Linked DNA regions of Mus musculus: region 2 is linked to region 1. A link is a contact called in public HiChIP or PLAC-seq data. All regions are on one chromosome and are shown on one strand. The core of a region is the stretch at or near the end of the contact, and the rest is flanking DNA. Distances in the headings are between cores, read along the strand shown. Region 1 has its middle 17 kb from the start of Gm41353. Region 2 overlaps Apol9b (apolipoprotein L 9b).

The links. HiChIP or PLAC-seq counts read pairs in DNA pulled down with a chosen protein or histone mark.
Region 2: a FOXA1 HiChIP or PLAC-seq map of pancreatic cancer cells shows a contact between it and region 1. The contact joins two enhancer-like sites.

Annotation. Positions count from the first base shown.
Region 1 is chr15:77,357,083-77,361,347 of GRCm38.p6, forward strand. No RefSeq gene overlaps it. Among named protein-coding and RNA genes, the nearest start is that of Gm41353, 17 kb to the right of the region's middle. Within about 2 kb of position 1,794, at least 142 of the 459 cell types and tissues checked have an H3K27ac peak or open chromatin away from gene starts, as enhancers often do. A contact at or near this core is called in pancreatic cancer cells, where this site is marked.
Region 2 is chr15:77,731,071-77,735,335 of GRCm38.p6, forward strand. It overlaps Apol9b (apolipoprotein L 9b), which reads left to right. Exons shown (of 3, transcript NM_173743.4): 2 at 3,395-3,520; 3 at 4,019-4,265. The coding sequence starts at 3,438. Among named protein-coding and RNA genes, the nearest start is that of Apol9b, 4.1 kb to the left of the region's middle. Within about 2 kb of position 2,546, at least 55 of the 459 cell types and tissues checked have an H3K27ac peak or open chromatin away from gene starts, as enhancers often do. A contact at or near this core is called in pancreatic cancer cells, where this site is marked.

The DNA.
Region 1 (4,265 bases), core at 544-3,043:
TGAGCAAGCAAGCGAGTGTCTCCGGTCCGTGCTCCCAGATCGACTTTCACATTCAATTCGTACCTAGTGCTGATGTTGATACTGATGTTAAGAAATAATTTCTTTAAAAACTATTTGCTTCCTTTTTTCTCCCCCACTTGGAATGCCTAGTCCAGCTTTGCGTAAAAAAGAATGATAGGAAGAAGGTATTGAAACCGGAAGCTTCTATATTCAAATTATTATCTTGGTATATACTAGCTACTGCCATGACCTCCAGCTATGCTTTTAGCCTTAGCCTCTGAGCCCCGCAGTGAGACTGCTAATACTAGACAGGATGATGACACAAATCCATAGGACTGTGGAAAGGACTAATAAGAAACCACCTGCCAAAAAGCCCAGTGTCATTCCTGACACATAGTCGTCAAGTGGTTCTCATTATTGTTAATAATTCTAGCTAATGTAAGGAGACGCATGCCTTCATAGCCCTCTGCAAGTATCCCCGTGATCTCTATATGAGTTTGTTTGCACCAGTCAGGAGAGTCAAGGTTATGCTGCCGTAACAAAGAGTCCCAACAGAGTCCTTGTTCATACTGCATGTCCATTATAACTTGTCTCATTTTTTTTTTTTTGGACCCAGGGTAATGGAGCAGCTAGTGTCTAGGACATCGCAGATTGTCGTGATCCAGAGAAAGCTGATGTATCAGCATTAAGTGATTGGTTTAGAAACTCATACTCCCATTCAAAACTCCTTGGGCAGAGTTGGCTATACATACTTGTGTGACTACAAGTGTGTGTATTGGCGCATGTGCACACATGGAGACCAGAGGGGTGGGGGTGGGTGTCTTTATCGTTCTCCACCTTTTTTTTTTTTTTTTTTTTTTTTTTTTTTTTGAGACAGGGTTCTCACTAAACGTGCTGTTCACCCACTTCACTAGACTGTCTGGGCAGCATGCCCCAGGGATCTGTCTGTCTGCACCTCCCCAGTGCTGGGATTTCAGGTGCACAGCTTTTTATATGGATGGCGAGGATTCGAACTCAGGTCCTCATGCCTTTGCTGCAAGCACTTCACATACCGAGCCATCTCTCCAACCTCCGGTTGTCTATTCTTACCTGATGTCAAGAAATCAGAAAGAAAGAAATCCTACCACATTCAGAAAGGAGGAAGGCTGGAAGAACGAGGCCCGCAGTCCTAACAACTACCACGGTGGTTTCGAAAATGGCTGCCTAGGCCAGAGATATGGGGGCTCAGCTAGACAGTGGGGAAAAGGATGAGTGAGGAGGATGAGGAGCACAAAGGTTCAACCTCCTGGACTACAGGGCGGGGCGGGGCGGGGCAGGGCAGGGCAGGGCGGGGCGGGGCAGGGCATGGCAGGGCAGGGCAGGGCAGGGCTAAAGCGTGGGAACACCGGGTGCCTGTCTCAGATGGGCCTGAACCCCAAAAGCCCAGGGACCTATTTTCCCCCCTCCAGCACAGCAGCTGGTCCTGATGGAAGCAGGGCACCGGATTGTCCACACTGATGGGGAAGCGTCACAGAACCCGTGTTTTCCGGGCCCTTCAGCGCACACAACAGCCTCTCCCGCTCCGTTGGATGCCAGAACCTAGTCAATTCTTTCTGGTGTGTTTTCAATTTAGAGCCTCCCCCTTCTTCCTGGCCACGGCCCCTCACAGATCCTCGGGCTGTGTACCTCTCCTGTTACTGCTGACGTCTGCAGCTGCTCCTCCGCGGGTGCGGGTTTCCAGGTCCCCAGGCCTGCTGAGGCGTAGTTCCAACTGAGGTCGAGTGTGCCGACAGTGCCACCTGCTGTCCTTACTCAAGCTGTGCAGGCTTCCATTGTCCCAGATCCCACACAGCTTTGGCCAGAGGATTCAGCGAGGTCTCTGTACTGTCCGGTAACCCCGTGGCTAGCTCACTTTTCTTCCAGACCTCTGCCGGTCGTGCTTACATTCTGGATTTCTCTCTGGCCACGGGTCTTTTGGGATGCAGCCTGCTGCGCAGAGCACCTCCGGCTCGCTCTCCTTCAGGTCTCTGTCCCTTTGTCAATCTTCAGGGTGAGGCTCCAGCATCACTCCCGAGGGCGCTGTCAGCTGTCTTTGGCTCTTTGGATGAAGTGCAATCCTGGAGGCTCTGGAAGAAGGACCAAAAGCATTTTCAAGGGACAAATGATGCCTTCCTATTGGCGGCTCGCTCTGTGACCTTTCTGAGAGAGATGCAAACTTGCTCAGCATGATGGTTGACCTTTTAGTGAGAGTTCTCTAGTTTTCTTTTGTCTTAATCCGTTGCTGTAGATGGTCCAGAGAGGAATCCTCTCCTTTATTCTCTCTTTGCCAAGGACAGCTCCCAGCTTCTTTGTATCCAGGAAAATGTCGTTCTTCTAGTCACAGAAGGCCTGACCCCAGCATCCTTCAGTAGCTCAGGGAACAGAAACTAGATTGGAATCCAGGCTGTTACCTCAGTGTGGGGTCACCTAAATGCCCTGTGCCTTGAGTCCTCATTTGCCAGATTAGACAGCGGCCACTTCCTTTCAAGGTCGTGTGGAGGACAGTTGGAAGGGAAGCATCATTCCCTCTTTTGGCCCTGGATCACCGAGCATCTGAGGATCTGGCTAGCTGACGGTCAGCCAGCTGTGCACTCTAGCATCCAAGAGACAAGAGACACGGAAAGGGAAACTGAAATCGGACAGGAGGAAGTGGCTATGCCCTGAGCGTGAGCCCCACCCTGGGCTGCAAGTCCAGCCTCACCCCGGTCTCCAGATTCCAGTAGTGCTGGGGACCTGCTCCGAGCTCTAGCATGATATATAAGCTACATATTTTCCTTTGGTACTGGCACCACCTCCCTGTGACCTTAGTTCTTTCTCTATTCTAGTCTCATCTCCTACAGACTCCAGGCCCCACCTCAGCCAGCTCTAAGTCAGGACACAAAGTGTAACAGTTACTCCGGAATATGGCCTGATGGTTGTTTCGTTTAATCTGGATTTTCTTTTATCCTGAAACCTCTAATACAACATTGTCATAGGGAGGGGGCTGGAGAGATGACTCAGCAGTTCAAAGCACTGGCTAGTCTTCCAGAGGACCCGGGTTCAATTCCCAGTCTCCATGCAGCAGCCCACACCTGCCCACAGCTCCAGTTCCGAGGGAATCTGACACCCACACCCACACGTACACGCAGGCAAAACACCAGTGCACATAAAAATAAATAAAATTTAAAAATTAAAAAAAGAAAGATTGCCATCGGGGACCGCCCAGCGCAGTTAAGTTTTGAGACATCTCTGGGGTGAGTTTTCACACAGACATCTGTGTAGACCCAGTGCCTTTCCTTCTCTGTTCTCTTGCTTTTCAAGGATTCAGTGGTTCAGTGACTCGGGATCAGCTGTGATCTGAAAATTATTAAATGAAAAATCCCAGAAATGACATGACTCTGAAGGATTCCTTAAAATTTATTTATTTTTATTTATTTATTTATTTTTTTAAAAGATTTATTTATTATTATATGTAAGTACACTGTAGCTGTCTTCAGACACACCAGAAGGGGGCATCAGAGATCATTACGGGTGGTTGTGAGTCACCATGTGGTTGCTGGGATTTGAACTCAGGACCTTTGGAAGAGCAGTCGGTGCTCTTAACTGCTGAGCCATCTCTCCAGCCCCTAAAATTTATTTTTTTAAATACTTATTTATATATTATGTGAGTGGGAGTTTTGTCTGCGTGTGTGCATTTGTACATTAGGTGCATGCCTGGTGCCCACAGAGGCCGGAAGAAGGCACCCGATCCCATGGAACTGAAGTTACAGGCGGTTGTGAGCTACCGTGTGGATGCTGGAAACTGAACCCAAATCCTTTGTATGAACGACTAGTGATGGGTTTTGTTTCTTGTTTTTGGTTTTTCGAGACAGGGTTTCTCTGTGTAGCCCTGGCTGTCCTGGAACTCACTCTGTAGCCCAGACTGGCCTCGAGCTCAGAAATCCACCTGCCTCTGCCTCCCAAGTGCTGGGATTAAAGGCGTGTGCCACCACTGCCCGGCTTTAATTTTTTTTTTAAAGATTTATTTTTATTTTATGTATGTGAGTACACTGTAGCTTTCTTCAGACACACCAGAAGAGGGCATCAGATCCCATTGCAGTTGGTTGTGAGCCACCATGTGGTTGCTGGGATTTGAACTCAGGACTTCTGGAAGAGCAGACAGTGCTCTTAACCGCTGAGCCATCTCTCCAGTTCCCTCGGCATCTATTTTTCAATGATATTTTGATTTTTCTCCTGGTAGAAACAGAGCGGCATCACCTTTGACACAG
Region 2 (4,265 bases), core at 1,296-3,795, 370 kb after region 1:
GGCCCCCAGCCTGGAACTTCAGGTGGCCATGAGCAGAGAAGGACAGCATCATCTGCACACCTCCAGGGCCATGTCCACAGAGTCCTTCCTCCAAGAAGGCCCACTGTCTAGCTAGCTAGAAGCAGGACTCAATGAAGGTAGAGAAAGACAAAATTATACATGCTCCTGTGTTTTTGTGGTACTGAGTATCGAACGCATGGCCAAGTGTACGCTTGGCAAGAGCCCTGCCATGAGTCCTCTCCTCTGCACAGACTCACAGCGAACTCTAAGACCTATGGCACAGACACTTTACAAAAATGTAGTGTTGCCTGAGATACCAGCTTGGCTACCTGATAGTTGAAGGTTGTGACATGTGAGGCAAAAAAGGAAGGGAGATGAAGTGGGGGAGGGGGTAAGGATTTGAGGTGAGGGGGAGTGCAGCCAGCTCTCCTCACAACTGTGCCTCATCCCCCAAAAGGCCTCAGCAACCTTCTTCTTGTGCTTGTTGGTCAAGACTGGGTCCCTCAGTCACTGGACCAGTGACCTCATGTCTGAGAAAAGCAAATTCCAGGTGGAGAACAGTGAGGCAGGATGGTGGTCCTGGCTTCTGCACATCTGGTATCATCAGAGCCATTATCCTCTTGAGATGAGGCCGCTAAGTTAACAAGATGCCATCTTCCTGGAAACGGCCTGGCTGCAATGGCTTAATAGAGAAGCCAACCTTTGAGTGTCTCGGCAGGGCGCATCATAGCTCTCTTCAAAGGCATGGAAGCAAAGTGTTTCTGTGCTGTTGGTGTCCGCCAGCCCAAAGTTCCAGAGGGGCTCCTTTGAGAAGGTGAACCTGAGGTGGATGTTCTCAGTGCTGGGGAAGGCTCACCATGGAGACCAAGGCAAGAGGCAGATTGGTGAAAGATCAGGGCTATGAGAAGAAGGCCTGGGGGAGTCTAGATGTGTGCTGCACAAAATGTGGGCTAGCCATGTCCACGGAATTTCTCTATCCTTCTGTCTAAAGAGAAAGAAAGCCAAGAGAGGACCCCACCATGGTGTACTGTTTTCAGAAAAGTAAGGGAGGGACTTCACTCTTGGTCTCCGTTGCAGGGTGGTTCCATAGGATCTTGGGGCTATAACACATGACCTGCAGGGATGCAGTTTGCAAAGGGAAATATTCACAGAACTCATCACAGGAGACTGGGAGGCCTCAGAGCATGGCTCAGGCGCTAACTTTACCTTTGGATAAGATCTTCTTTGTGCACAACAAGATGTCCTCACAGAGCGAAACAGAGCAAGCAAGCAGGCTTCATGCTTGCCCCCTCTTCTCAGAGACCTCATCTGCATGCAGCCTAGGAGTGCAGCCTAGGAGTGCAGCCTAGGAGCTCAGTTGATACTTAGCTGTCATTCCTCACACACAGTTCCCATCCCCAGGGAGCCCCCAGAACCTTCTTCCCATCTCTGCCTTTCATGTGTTGACTTGATTCTTTTTCACAGCTGCATCCTCAGTTTCTCACTATCACCTTGGACACCACAGGGCACAGGGGGCACCGCCCTGGCTGGGATGAGGGAGACAGAATGGAGCTGGGTGATTGATCTCATTAGGGAGTAGCTGCAGGGCTCAGGGAAAGACTGAGCCCTGTGAATTAAGTCCTTTAGAGTCTTGGCAGCCACCCTGGAGGGAGCCTTGGAACAACCAGATCCATGGCCACCTGCCTGCCTTTGCTACAGGGGTCCCCACTTTACCCCACACTGTGACTCTTCTTCCATACAGTCTGAGCACCTGGCAAGCGTTAAGGAAAACCTCTCAAAGACTCTGTGCCTGGACCAAGGATTCAGAAGCTTTCACGGCCTCTCGAGGCAGCCACAGCTCTGCTCCTTACCTGTGCGCTGCTCTCAGAATAGACCTGGCGGCTGCCACAGCAGACAAGGACGAGGCCACCAAGGACCAAAGCCAGTGCCCTGATCCTGGGTCTGTAGGGATCCACCTCATAGCCCAATCTGGGGCATAAGAGGGGCAACTTCCCCTTTACCTTGTCCTCTTTGGTGTGACCAGAAGACCCTGAGGACGTGGAAGACAGCAGGCCACGTGGCTTAGTCACAGCTCCCAAAGTCAGCGCAGATCAATGACTGCCCTGCGTTATTTGTGAGAATCTAAAGACCGTAAAGCTCCCATTGAGGAAGAAAGACTTCTCTTGGAATCTGGTCCAAAGAGAGCGATTTGGGGCTCTGTAATCTACATAGAGCCTTGCACTGTGACTATAATACAAAAACAATATCCAGCCTTACTGTACTCAACATACTCTGATATCAATTCAATTTCCTCTCTGAATGTTCTTCTTGAGCAAAAAAAAAAAAAAAAAAAAAAAAAAAACCCACAGGTCAGAACTAGATAGGCTGCAAGTCACACATGAGGGTGTGGGCACCACAGTGTCTGATGTGCCGGATGTCTGTGGTGGATGCAAACCCCAGCACCACAGTGTCTGATCACAGTTCTGATCACAGTTCTGATCACAGTGTCTGAGAAGCCGGATGTCTGCGGTAGATGTAAACCAGTGCTGAGTTTTTTCCCTCTTCTCTGTGCTCAGTCTTTACTCTCTGTTGGCTCTAAGCTGAAAACAGTTCATTTCCCTGCAAAGCGAGGTGGTATCTCCCAGTGCATGAGTCGTCTTGGCTCCGATCCCACAACACCACAGGGTGAGGGCTCGGACACGGTCTGCCTTTTCCCTCAGCTCTGGATGCTGATGTCCGTACGGAAGGTGAGTTAGGTTGGTTACTGCACCGGCTGGTTTTGTGTGCCAACAAGCTGCAGTTATCACAGAGAGAGGAGCCTCTCCCTTGAGGAAATGCCTCCATGAGATCCAGCTCTAAGGCATTTTCTCAATCAGTGTTTAATGGAAGAGGGCCCAGCCCACTGTGGCGTGGTGGTCCTGGGTTCTATAAGAAAGGAGGCTGAGCAAGCCAGGGGAAGCAAGTCAGTAATCAGTGCCTCTTAGCTCCCCAACTCGCCTCCTGGTCATGATGTGTGCACAGGAATAGAAACCCTGACTAAGTCAGTTATGGTGAGGGCGACAGTCCTGGTGTGCAGAGGGAGCAGGCTCATTGTGCCCTCCCAATACCTCTGCTGGGGGTTTTGTATGAAGAAAGAGGGACGAGAGGGAGAAGGAAGGGGAGAGAGTGTGAGTCACTCCACCAGGACTGTGGATTAGGGACCCATGTTTATATGTTTATCATAATTATTTCACTTCCAAGGAGACTTTATCTGTAAATATAGATAACAGGCCTGGCGGCCAGAACACAGGAAGCAAAGGACACAGTTCAGCTGGTGACCAACACATCACCAGCGCTTCATGGGATAAACACTCACGACATGACACTAAGAACCTGACGCTCCCTGGGCACTAACTGCATCCTTCTTTCCTTGTAGAGAGCAGACACACCATCCAGGGAGCCACTGGGTATCTCAGAACATGGCAAGCAGTGGATACCTGTATAGCCTGGTGGCTGAAGATGGAGCCTGGCAGGCGTTTGTATCCAAGGCCAAGTTGTCCAGGTCACTGCTATGGGATGCCCAGCATGGCCCTTAACCCCTGCATGACTGGGGAAGGCACACCCACTCCACACAGTCCCTGTTAATGGCATTAAAGGCACTCCTCAATAGCCCTTGGAAAATATTCTAACACATTAGTCAGTGGGTCCCAAGGATCCACCTGTCTCTACCTATCCCAGCACTGAGATTATAAAACCATGCCACCCGGGCCCAGCTGTTTTGACTTGGGTTTGAGGGATGGCACTCGGGTTTGCATGCATATGGGTGAGCACTTCCACAGCTGACTGTCTCCCCAGTCTTAAGATGACTGACACACCATTAAAGACCATAAAACCTATTTAAAATACCTAACATCGCTCGCCAAAGGGGAACTTCCCACAACTCTAGAATCCTAACTGGGCTGTGATAGTAGAGACCATTGTGGGGTGGATTGCTTTTACACAGCCTGTTTTACATAGACACAAGCCATCTCTCACACACTGTTGACCTCTGCTCTTACAGGGAGAGAGCAGTGGCCCTCCACAAAGCTCTGAGGGAACTGACAGCGCTCTTGGCCATAGCAGACAGAGGCAGACTTCAAAAAGGTCTGAAAGGCAGGGAGAAGTTTTTGAAAGTCTTTCCTCGCTTGAAAGCAGAGCTGGTGGAGCATATCAGTCAGCTCCATGCCCTGGCTGACCACGCTGAGAAACTACACAGGGGCTGCACCATCTCCAACGTGGTGGCTGACTCCTTCAGTGCTGCCTCTGAC